Linked DNA regions of Mus musculus: all the other regions are linked to region 3. A link is a contact called in public Micro-C and promoter capture Hi-C data. All regions are on one chromosome and are shown on one strand. Each heading gives the region's core, a stretch centred on a gene start, on an enhancer-like site or on the middle of the called end of the contact. The rest is flanking DNA. Distances are from core to core; before and after follow the strand shown. Region 1 holds the start of Dhodh (dihydroorotate dehydrogenase). Region 2 holds the start of Zfp821 (zinc finger protein 821). Region 3 holds the start of Marveld3 (MARVEL (membrane-associating) domain containing 3).

Region 1 (3,989 bases), core at 10-2,509, 350 kb after region 3:
GCTGTCTGAACTCTCTCACACACAGAACAACAAATTTAAAACAAACAAACAAACATTCAATCACTAACCCAAACTCCTAGATACGTCACTTCTAGGTATAGTCCCTAAATAATCCAAGCTGGCATATGACCGAGGTACCTGTATATCTATGTTTTTTGGAGCAATATTCACAACAGCCAGTTTATGGAAGCAGTAACAGACAAACAGATCAAGATAATGATATATATGATACATATATGGTATGGAACAACATTCAACCATTAGAAAGAATAAAATGAGGTAATTTACAGGAAAATGTATGGGACTGGAGATCATGTTACATGAAGCAAGCCAATCTCAGACTGCTAAATATGCTTTTTTTCTTGTATGCAGGATACAGACCTTAAAAGGACTTATTTTTAGAATTTATGTGTACACACACACACATCTACCTGTTGGTATGGGAAAACCAGTACAGTGCCCCAGAAGAAATGTGGTCCTGGAGTTACAGGCAGTTGTGAGCTACCTGATGTGGGTGCTGGAAACGGAACTTGGGTCCTCGCCAAGAACATCAAGTGCTAACAGCTGAGCTATCTCTCCAGCCTCCTGTAACCTGACCCAAATTATGACCTAAAGTGGGGAAGTATTATTCCAGAAAAGGAAGGGGACCAGTGGGAAGGGGGACAATAGGATACAAACATAAGGTTAAGGGCCAGAGTACGTGGGTCCAATCATCTGTAACTACCGTTCCAGAGGATTCAATGCCCTCCTCTGGCCTCTGTAAACGCTTGGCACAGAGGCACTTGAGTGCTGAGGCAGGATTGGTTTTTAGAAAAACCTGGCCTACACCATAAGATTATCTTAAAAATAAAACCATATTTACTTATCAACACCTCAGAGTTTACTTTTAAAACCAGTGGGTAAATTTTTGTGTGTTTGCATGAGTGTACTTTTTTTTTCCTTCTCCCTGTAGAGACAGGGTTTCTCCATGTTGTAGCCTAGGCTCTCCTGGAACTCATTCTGTAGACCAGGCTGGCCTCAAACTCACAGAGATATGCTTGCCTTTGCCTGCCAAGCGCTGGGATTAAAGGCCGGCGCCACCACTGCCCTGATAAAACAGAATTCTTAGGATTTCTGTTTCAGAAAGGGGGCTATGAAAGCCATACCGCAGCACCGGCATAAAGACAACCGTGCGGAACCTTCGGGCTGCATCGCCCTTTGTTTCCTTCCCAGGGACAGGGAAGCATTAGGGTAGTGCGCACTACCGGGCGCTGGGGTTGGTCTGCAGATTTCGGAAGCGTCTGCTCCCCACTCGAGACTTCCGGAAGCCTCCTCCTCACGGTTGCACCGAAGGAAGGGTGCGCGACTTCAGAGCAGCGTCCCTTAGGAGGCGCGACAGCGACAAGACAGAAAGTAGGCACGTCCCGCCACGGAGCCTGACTCCGGGCAGAGCGCACGCGTTCGGCTGTCCAATCAACGTCTAGGGGCGGGCCGGCTGGTGGGGCTTGGGAGATAGGTGGAGCCGAGCCCACATTCTCCAATGGGATGCAGGCAGAGGCGGGCTTAATGGCAGAAGGAGCATGGCGTGGAGACAGCTGAGAGTGAGTCCTGCGCGGGGAAGCTCATTCGTGGTGTGGATAACCGGCAGGGAGGGGGATGAGGCTGGGAAACTGAAAGGCTGGGACCCTTGAAGTGTGACCTGCACGTGCACAGCTAAGGGCATGCAAAAAGCAAGCGTATGTGGGCAGAGGCTAGGCTGAACCTGAGAGATACGCGGGCATTTTTTTTTTTTTTAAATTGATCCAAGTATCGGGCCTTTGTGAGGACACGATCGCCTACGCTCCAAGGAGGGATGAAATAAGACATAAGGCCACCCTTTTGGATCAAGTGTGGTCAGAATGGAAGTTCCATGTGAAGAGTTCTTAGTTGTGACCCTGGTCTGGAAAAAGGGCACAGATACTGGTGCTTGACTTGAGGAATTTCTGCAAACTCCCCGAGGAGGGAGAATGAATACTTGGTTTGTGTTGCAGGCAAATCTGATCATATCTGCTACTTCCTTGTTTAGTGGACAAATCCCATTAAAAAAAAAAAAAAAAGTGTAGGCGCGCGCGCACGTGCGTGTGTGCACACGTGAGTGCAGATACCCTCTGAGACCAGAGGGTTTTGGATCCTCTAGAGCTCCAGTTGTGAGCCGCCTGACATGGGAGCTGGAACCGAACTCAGTTCCTCTGGCAGAGCAGCACGTGCACTTAAACCAAATCTGTTAGCCAAATGTTGGCTGACGCCTCTCTTCTTTTCTCCTGTTTCATTTAAAGCAGTGTTTTCCTTTTAGTTCCAAGCAGCCGTCTATCCCTCCCCCATGCCTTGGCCCCTCTCATTGGCCTCATCCACCTAGAGATCTCTTCTCCAGCTGCTATCTCCTCTTTAGCTTGTGTCTAACCTTTGAAAGTCAGCTTTTACTCGCTTCCTCAAGATCCTTCCATGATTTATCCCTTCATGTCACTTGTCATGGCTCTATGTTTATGTGGCCATTAGTTTGTCTCTTGGGTTACACTCTCCTGAAGAACAGGTTTGCTTGCCTTTGGTGAAGGATCGAATGAGTGCATTAGCCACATAGCATCTGGCAGTGATAGTTATCGAAAAGCATAGGGAAGCACTTTTGACTGGGTTGTGGTTCTCTGCCCAACAAGACTTAAGCTATGTTTATATTGTAACCACTTTTATATTATACTCATATGACATTTTATGCTGGTAACCTTTCTAGGTATAATTTTAAAGTGTAAACAAACACCATGTTCTTACCACAGTATGAAGGAGAAATGAAAACATGCGTTTTAGTATGTAGAAGTCAGAGCACCACTCACCCCTATAGATGGTCAAATGTTTAAGCCTCTCCTTAGAAATGATTGCCACAGGTGTGCCCTGGTTTACAAGCAGAGCATCATACTCTCTGGTGAGGCTGTAGGGATGACGACTTATTCTTGGTACTGTTGTGTAAGCTGTGTTCCTCAATTACAAGGTGCCAGTGTTCCTGGAAAGTATTCATGTATATGTAAAATCCTGTGGGAGGTAGTTGGTGTTTGAGATGAACTATATATAGCTTGTCCCTTGGCTCAGATAGGAAGCTTTTGTTAAAACCTACATAAATATCAGTAGCAAAGTTTAAACATCATACAGTATACAGGGAAATTAGTGTGTTGGTTTTAAGCAAGGAAGAATACTGACAGGGCTGATTTTTCTACACCTAGTCTATTAGTATTTTTCCTTCATTAACTAAATTTTTCTCATACGGCCTCTAGGGAGCAGTACTGCCTGCCTTGAAAATCCCCTGGCAGATCCCTTGAATAAATAGATACAGCCTCTACAAAGACTGGTGTGTGTGTGGGCAGGAAATGAAGGGGTCAGTGTAAGCAGAGAAGGGCTTTCACTTCGTGTAGATGTTATGTCCTCTTCGTAGGTGTGAAGGGCCAGGAAGGGTGCTGCGTTCCATCCTGATGGGGGCTCCCATGGGTCCTTTCTTTTCCCCCACTAGAAGCGGGCCCTGGATGCAGCCATCATCCTTGGGGGTGGAGGACTTCTCTTCACCTCTTACCTGACAGCCACGGGGGACGACCATTTCTACGCCGAGTACCTGATGCCGGCTCTGCAGAGACTGCTTGATCCAGAGTCGGCGCACCGGCTAGCTGTTCGAGTCATCTCCCTGGGGCTCCTTCCTCGAGCTACGTTTCAGGACTCCAACATGCTGGTAGGTGCCCCTGGATCACCCTGTGTTACATTTAGGTGCCCGGGGGAGGTCACACACTTCAGCACTTGTATAACATCTCTGCTGCAGCTGTGCTTTTGAAAACCAGAGCTACAGGTTCACAAGCAGCTGGGATCTGGAGCCCAGAGTGAGAAAGCATCTTTTATTATGTGTTACACCCTGAACATGCAGAACAGCACTTAGGTATAGGTCTTTAGTCCTCACAACTATTCTTTGAGATAGGTCCTATTCTTGTCTTTATTTACAG
Region 2 (4,021 bases), core at 425-2,924, 260 kb after region 3:
CGAAGCTCTGCGACTGAGGTAATAAAGTCTGTTTGAAGGAGTGCCAGGCTCTATTTAGATCATCCTGGCAAGACACTGGTTCAGTAAGAAAGCTACAAGGCACAGAGAGGAAACCTGCAGCCACAGCTGAACCACTGCCTCTCATCAGCCTCCTAGTGGCCCAGTGGGGAACTGACCAGATGGTCCCTCCTGGGACTTCACACCTGAGGGATCCAGGCAAAATAAACACACACCCTCCCTTAGCACAAAACAAAGCCAAAGCACAAGAATTCAAAAACCCACTAGAAAGAAAAAGTCCAGAGGAGGGGGGGAAACCATGGAAAATAAGTAAGGAGACAGACAAATGGCACGGGGAGGCCACTCCTGACCCAAACTGCACAATATCTGAGGTTAGTTTTATAGGTTGTAACCCTCTTAAAACAAGACCCCATAAGTACAAAAGGTCACTTGGTCCCTTTTGCTTTCAGCGCTGCCCAATTGTGAAACTTAAGCTCGGAATGTAATTGGATAGCGAGCCGCCTGAGTATCTTCTGCTCAGGGAGGAACCTGGGAAGAACGGGAAACTGAGGATCGACCTACAAGGGATGCGACTTTTAAAGGGAGTAGGGGTTTTTGTTTTTGTCATCTATAGAGCCACAGTCAAGAGTCCTTGGGAAGGATGCACTGGCCCCCACCCCCTCATCCTGCCTCTGCTCTCACAGGTGTTAGGATGCAGCTTCCAGGGCACACACACTACAGATGTGCGTGTGTGTGTGCGCGCGCCCTTTTCCAGCCTTAAAGAAAAGAGGGTGCACTCCCACCTCCAGCTCTGATGAGGTTCCCACGAAGCAAAGTAAAGTCGCCCGAATCCGAGTGATGTGAAGCTGCCAAAAGGGAGAAGAGAAAGACAATCATACAGCCATTTCACTGTGCCCGGGTCCTCTCGGGTCGGCGCTGGAGCTGGGGTGTGCCATCAGTTGAGAGGGTGTCTCTCTGGCTTTTCCCAACAGGGGCAGAGGTAAATCCCAGGTAATTAGACTGGAGCCAGAGGTCTCCCTACGCGTTTCTGACCAACCCACAGACGACCACTTAGCCTCCTCCGAAATCTAAATTTAGTAGCTCCTGGGCCAGCCCGCCCGCCCGCCCGCCCGCTCCAGGACGGCAGGGGCCCCCCGCCCCGTCCGCTCTCCCACGCCCATCCTCCCCTCCCCCAGCTCCACCCCAGCCTGTCAGACGCCGGCCCGCGAGGCCCGCACCCGGCCGCCGCCGCAGCACCCAGCCCGCCCCTCCCCAGGAGCGAGCAAACAAAAGGCGGGCGGCGGCGCGGGCAGTCGGGAGCTACGCGGGTTGCCGACTCCCGGCGCGGGGGCGCTTTACCCGCAGCCTCGGCGCTCCGCGTCCCTGGGCTCCGCCTCCGGACGGACAGACCGCGGGACAATGGGCCCCGGCCGCAGCTCCAGCCGGCCGGGCCCGGGCTCTCTGGGACCCGGCCCCGGTGGGCAGAGGGTGGCTGCGGGCCGGGCTGGCGGCGGGGAGGCGAGGGGCGGCGCGGCGGACAGACAAAGCCAACGGCAGACAGACGGACGGAGGGGGGAAAAAAAAAAGATGGCGACGCGGACGACGGGAGCGCGCGGTTCGCGCTCTCGCAGCGAGTGGGGCGCGTGCCGGAGCCTCACCTCTCCTCCCGCCGCCGCCCCGACCCCTCCCGGCTCCCGAGGCGCGCGCCTGGCGCTGTGGGCGGGGCCTCGGGGGAAAAGGGTCCGGGAAGGCGGGGCTTAGGGAGCATCCAATCGCGGGCGTTCCAGAGGGGCCCCGCCCGCGATCTGGTCCTGGCGACGCGGAGCTGAGCATCTAAAGAGCTTTCGGAGGTGTCCTGACGTTTCCGCGCACCTTTAGAGCGGGTGAACTCCACTCAGCTGTCATCTCCCCGGCTGGTTTCCTCTCCCAAAGTCGAGTTCAGCCACAGAACCCACATCCCCCAACCACAGCTCCGCCGCAGGCTTCCCCCTCCGTAGCCGAACCTGGGCCAACCATCCCGTAGTCACAAACCCTCTTCACTCCCACTTGTCCCAAGGCTTCTTCAACTCTCGAGGCATTTAAAGTAAAGAAAGAGGGCCCACAGCTTCTGTGGGAGGGACTAAGCTATCAGGTGGTCACAGACACAGGACCTAGGTAGCTTGTGGTCCTTGTTGCTATCTAAGGGTGTTTGGAAAGGCTGAACGTGGTTCAACTCCGTTCTAACGCGACTCCTGTTACTGTCCGCGTCATTATTTCTCCGTTGCTCTCCCTTCTTTCCCCTTATTTGGGCGGAAAACCCATACCTACCCCTGAAGTCTCTCCGTAGAGAAGTAAAAAGAGGAGCCCTGTTTTAGAAGGCCCAACTTTCAGCCCCAGCTTTGCCACCGACCAGTCTGTTCGCTTTTGGGCAAGTCACTTCCCTGTTCTGGCCCTCTTCTCTCAAGAGTTGTGCTAGTCATGTAAAACAATCTCTGAAAGCCCTGTGCAAGTTCTCTTATGATTTGCGGCTTCACGAGGCAGAACAAACAAGAGTGCTGACTCTTGCTGATAAAATGACTAGTCGAAGTGTTTGCATAAAGCATTCTTACAAATTCTTCCTTCCTGAAATCTCCAACGAGATGCCATTGCCTGTGTCTTGCAGAATGTGCTAGAACGGTGGAATTGAAGAATGGTGGTCCTTGACAATGCTGTAGGTAAATTGTTCTTGCTTGTTTGCTTTTTGTTGTTGTTTTTTGTTTTGTTGTTTCAACTGACCGAAGAGGAGAAGACTAGAGCCTGGTTTACTGATGGCTCTGCACGTTATGCAGGCACCACCCAGAAGTGGACAGCTGCAGCATTACAACCCCTTTCTGGGACAACCTTGAAAGACACAGGTGAAGGGAAATCTTCACAGTGGGCAGAACTCCGGGCAGTACACATGGTATTACAGTTTGTTTGCAAGAAGAAATGGCCAGATGTACAATTATTTACTGACTCATGGGCTGTAGCCAATGGATTGGCTGGATGGTCAGGGACTTGGAAAGATCACAATTGGAAAATTGGTGAGAAAGACGTCTGGGGAAGAAGTATGTGGATAGATATCTCCAAATGGGCAAAGGATGTGAAGATATTTGTGTCCCATGTAAATGCTCACCAAAAGGGTTTCTCTGTGTAGTCCTGGCTGTCCTGGAACTCACTCTGTAGACCAGGCTGGCCTCGAACTCAGAAATCCGCCTGCCTCTGCCTCCCAAGTGCTGGGACTAAAGGCGTGCACCACCACCGCCCAGCTGCTTGTTTGCTTTCTTATGGCTGGAATGTTTAGATAGGAGTTACCATTCAATATCAGTCAAGAAAACATTTCAAATTCAAGAATTTGATTTGTTCACATACCTAGGAAATGAGATATCATCAAACTAGCTTTTAGACTTTTGTGTATGAATACAAGCTGAAATAACAGTAACTTTAAGACCTCCGTCATTCTTGGTGAGCTAGACTTAGAGATTCAGCATACATAGCCTTGTTAGATCACTTTGAAATTGACCTGGCAGACACTTTCAACAAGAAAATAGCTGACTGATAGCCTCCAATGAAATGTCTTGAGTTTGTTATTAGATTATTGTGTAATGTTGGGCAGCTTAGATTCAAGGGTAGACAGGACCTGGGTTCATGCCACGGCAATTGTGTAGGGGATGCTGGGCTGTTTATGATAATATGGAATCATAATACTGCTATTCTTAGCTGGGTGGTGGTGGCACATACCTTTAATTCCAGCACTCTGGAGGCAGAGGCAGGCTGATTTCTGAGTTTGAGGCCAGCCTGGTCTACAAAGTGAGTTCCAGGACAGCCAGGGCTATACAGAGAAACCCTGTCTAGAAAAACAAAAAAACAAAAAACTGCTATTCTTTTGCGTTTCCTGTGTTCTTAAAATTTCTCCACAGTGTTGTGATTCAGGTTCATGATCAAGTGATGAGAAACATACTTATCTTACCTCTGCCTCACCTAGACTCATTCTAGATCTGGAAGACTTTGTACAGAGTAATAGGTT
Region 3 (4,011 bases), core at 93-2,592:
TAACATTCTCAAAGTGAGATAACTGCACGGAGGAGCCAAAGACAGTTAACAGCTCTTTTGCCAACGCCCATTCTCCATGGATGAGAGCCTCAGAGGGCGATACTTCCAGCTTCCATAAGAAATGAAATGCCAAGAGCTTTATACAAAGCTCAGGAAAGGCATTGCCTGCGGCCATGACCCTTCCTTAGAGCTCACCAGAGGGTCACCTCTTTGCCCTGCTGGAACATGAGCGTCCAGCCACCACGGTGAGTGCTGTAGACACAGGAGGTGTCACCAGATTCACATATGTGGGGATACAGGAGTCAGTTTCAGTCTCCAACTCGGCCCATCCTTCCTGATTCCTCAATTCTACTCAGAGCAGAGCCTCACGTTGTCTTTCTAGCACGTGTCCTTGTTCCCATCCAGTCTTTACGCAAACTGGAGCACTATCTCTGTCCAAAACGACTTCCCTGCGAACCTCCCGCACCTGCTGAGTCACGTGCTCCTGCTCACTTGCTGACCCCACTAGCAGAGCCAGTTTTCTGGTTTTTAAAAAATGTTCTTGGCAAAATTAAAGGCTACTAATAACGAGTAGAACAGTTCTTTTCTTTTCTTTTTTCTTTTAAGTGTTTTATAAGTTTGGGCTGTAACTTCTCTGAGGAGGGAGAGGACCCGTGGGTGAGAGGCTGGCTGAGCGGGTAGGTGGATGTGTGGCTATCTGACTGTGTGGGTGGATGGCTGAGAAGAAGGGTGGATGATGAGTACGCTCTGGGGAAGCAAACTCAAGACGCTTTGTAAGTTGGTCGACAGGAAATCACCACTACTGGCTTCATTTGGGGGAACTCGTCATAGCTGCTAGGAGTGAGGTCACCCCACCCAAGTTTAGATCAATGGAGTTACCAACTCCTCCCCCTAATGAGCTCTCTATCGAAAAGCTCAAATCCATGCCCGGAACTGTATTAGTGGGTTTAATGATCTTCGTTTGGGGCTGGGAATATAGCTCAGTGGTACCATGCTCACCTAGACATGCAAGGCCCTGGGATTCAAACCCAGTACCATGAAAGTAAAGAAATAAATGATTGGTCTGGCGTCCTAATAGCTCTAGCAAGAGACAGCCTTTGAAGGCTGAGCTGATTTGGTCACATCCTTTTGCCTGCTCCCTGGGCCATTTCCCTTTGATAATCCTATAAAACCTAGGACTGACATCTATTTCAGCAAGAATCCACCTCCCACTCTCCAGCCCTCGTCCACCCCACTCCCACCCCCATCCCCTCTGGCCGCACCACGACTGCCCCCTGGCGGCCAGTGGCAGGTGCGCCCTCTCCGGGCCGCTGGAGGGCAAGTGCGCGTGCGCACAGGTGAGCTGTACCGCCCCGTCCTTGAGCTTGGCCACCTGCCTGGGAAACTTATGGTTGGTTGTCGCCCTCGGATCGTTTCCGGGCGGGGACAGGAATCCGGCCATGAAAAATACTTCGGGGCACCGTGAGCCCCGGACCCGTCCTAGAGAAAGAGACCCGGACCGGCGCCCGCACCCGGACCGAGACCACCACGTCGAGCGGTCGCGGGACCGAGGCGGGGACAGGCACAGGGAGAGGAACGGTGACGTGAGAGGAAACGGGGACCGTCGGGCGGGCCGGGAACAGAGAACGGACCGAGACCAGCGCCAGGACAGACACAGGGACGCGGGCCATCGCGCATCCGAACAAAGAGCCTTGGAGAAGTCCCGTCAAAGCCGTGCGCGGCCCGAGCCCTGGGGACCCAGTTGGGACGCAGCCCCGACTCCGGGACCCGCACCCTGGGGGCCCCCAGAGCTGTCGCAGAAGCATGGCCTCGGGCGCCGCGGGTTGGAGAGGTGAGGGGTGCACCTGCTAGGGACCAGGGACCGCCGAGGGTGGAGGAGAGATGACATAAAAGAAAAAGTGGGAAAGCCCGAGAACCAGAGGAAGGAGGAGAGTTTCAGGACTGAAACTGGAACGGTTTAGAAGGCTAGGTAGGTGGGGCTAGCCGGAGGGCCACAGACTCTTAAGTCTTGTTCCCTAGCCTTCCCTCTATACCTTTCAAAGTCCAGCTTCCAGGTTGGGGGGGGGGCTGAATAAAGTTAGCCCAACGAAGAGTTAATAGTTGGACTCGCTCTTCCTGACAAGGCTATGTATGCGCAGCAGACTGCTAGCAGAAGCCGCCGTTTTAAACACGAAACTAAGCCCACCTAAACGTTCATTCTCCGGTGATGTGTAACAAAGTCAGTGAGGTCTTTCTCAGCAGCTTGTTTCAGACCGTAGGTTTGTTTAAACCCCACCCTCATGAATAGACGAACTTGGTCTGTAGGTCCCGAAATTCCCCTGTGTCTTTGAAGGTTTTGTGAATGAGGGTGGAAAGGACTAGCAGGGGACCGGTCGTCATACCCCCTCCTAGAGACTCAGCGCGCCATCCAGTTGCACAGATGTGGAACCAGGCTCTGGGGACTGGGTAAATAGAATAAAATAGGTGTCCCTGAGGGCAAAAAGTGTGTGTGTGTGTGTGTGTGTGTGTGTGTGTGTGTGTGTGTGTGTGTGTGGTTGTCAAAACTGTGCATTCTTTTCCCTGGAGACAACTCTTCTAGCTGATGATCCCCAGCCTCTGCCATTAGACTTGGAGCCTCTGCCATTAGACTTCCACACATCAGGGAAAGCTGCTATCATGAGTTTATGTTACATTATCTAAAGCCAACTCACCTCGCGAAAGCTGCGCCCAGATTTGGGCTGCTCTTTCGGTCTTTGACACTAGCTATTGTTTCCCTGGCTGCACCCATCTTGGACTGCAACCACAGGAGTAGAAAAACAAGAGGTACATTTGTGCGTTTCCTCTTAAAACCAGAGTCCTCATTACCCCGCCTCACCCCAGAGTGAATAAAAGACATGCAATTGTTCGTGGCTTATTTAAAGGTTTGAGGCCAAAGGGCAGCTTCTCTCTGTCTGCTCTCCTCCTAAGCATTTATTGGAGGGAGGGAATGCAGGGACCCGCATGCAGTAACTTACTGTCAGCGTTCAGAGACTGACTGGCAGTGAAAACAGCCACCAGAGGCTCAGGATGCCAAGGAAGGTGACCTAGAGCTGAGTTCTGTGGAAGGAAGACAGAAGACAGTAGAAGGCGATTCAAGTAGAAAAACCGCTTCCTCTGTGCCCCAGAAGCCTGGGTTCTTTAGTGGTGAAGGGCAGCTCACTGCGGCTGGCTCGGTACGCCTAGGTCGTAAGTGTGCACAGTACCAGAGTCTCCTGTGTGCTGATGAAAGGTTTAAAGATTTCAAACCAAAGAGAGATGGGGTGGCTTCTATGTCCCCAAAGCAGAATGCAGCCTCTTGTTGAATCTTGGGCAGAGCCTGGCATATGTTAGGCAAATGGAAACAGAAGGTGCCAGGGGTGGCCAAAGGAGAGATATCAGTAAGATATCAAAAGTAGCTGGCTGGACGTGGACATGACTATAATCTCAGCTAGTGGAGGGTAGAGGCAAGAGAATCAGGGGCCAAAGGTCAAGCTCGTTATTGAGAGTTCCAATACCACGGGCCATGGTAGCACACACAACTGTGATGTAGCTCTTGGGAAGCTGAAGCAGGAGGATCACATGTTTGAGGCAAGCCTAGGCTTCGTTCTGTGAAATTTTTAAAAACTAAAAAAATAAACGAAGGCCTAATAGTAAACAAACCGTTGAGTTACAGGCCTGTCCCTAATGTCTCTGCGCTCCTTGGTTGCAGCGAACGGGCTTCGGAAAGATACGTGCCCACCTACTCCGTGCCTGCTCTCCAGGAAGAGGAATATTACCAGTCGGAAGCGGAGGGACTCCTGGATTGCCACAAATGCAGATACTTGTGCACAGGGAGAGGTGAGCCTTTGGGGGACCCTGCCGAACCATTTATATTGCAAATGGCTTGAGGAGAGGCAAGGTGGCAGGTGGAGGCATGAGCGCTGGTGAGTTGGCAGATTGTCCAGTTTTTCCTCTTAGGTTCCATTTCCATGTTGCATGGAGTTCTTGATCAAGAAAGAGAGAGAGAGAGAGAGA

What was found. Promoter capture Hi-C pulls out the DNA fragments that hold promoters and counts their contacts. Hi-C and Micro-C count contacts between places; a contact is called where the count stands out from the background.
Region 1: a contact with region 3 is called in a promoter capture Hi-C map of embryonic stem cells. The contact joins the promoter of Dhodh here to the promoter of Marveld3 in region 3. A contact is called at or near these places in 3 of 39 promoter capture datasets (the C10 cell line, embryonic stem cells and pre-B cells), 1 of 484 Hi-C or Micro-C datasets (embryonic stem cells) and 2 of 115 datasets of contacts at active chromatin or transcription factors (the 230-238 cell line and bone marrow-derived macrophages).
Region 2: a Micro-C map of embryonic stem cells shows a contact between it and region 3, with 2.4 times the contacts expected there. The contact joins the promoter of Zfp821 here to the promoter of Marveld3 in region 3. A contact is called at or near these places in 1 of 39 promoter capture datasets (liver), 1 of 15 datasets of contacts at CTCF or cohesin (the NIH/3T3 cell line), 3 of 484 Hi-C or Micro-C datasets (the N1E-115 cell line and embryonic stem cells), 1 of 115 datasets of contacts at active chromatin or transcription factors (epiblast stem cells) and 2 of 9 other capture datasets (adipose tissue and liver).

The regions. Positions count from the first base shown.
Region 1 is chr8:109,605,943-109,609,931 of GRCm38.p6, reverse strand. It overlaps Dhodh (dihydroorotate dehydrogenase), which reads left to right and starts at 1,259. Exons shown (of 9, transcript NM_020046.3): 1 at 1,259-1,580; 2 at 3,512-3,724. The coding sequence starts at 1,560.
Region 2 is chr8:109,703,199-109,707,219 of GRCm38.p6, reverse strand. It overlaps Zfp821 (zinc finger protein 821), which reads right to left and starts at 1,674. Exons shown (of 9, transcript NM_001167946.2): 1 at 1,357-1,674; 2 at 801-863.
Region 3 is chr8:109,959,536-109,963,546 of GRCm38.p6, reverse strand. It overlaps Marveld3 (MARVEL (membrane-associating) domain containing 3), which reads left to right and starts at 1,342. Exons shown (of 3, transcript NM_212447.2): 1 at 1,342-1,831; 2 at 3,707-3,834. The coding sequence starts at 1,440.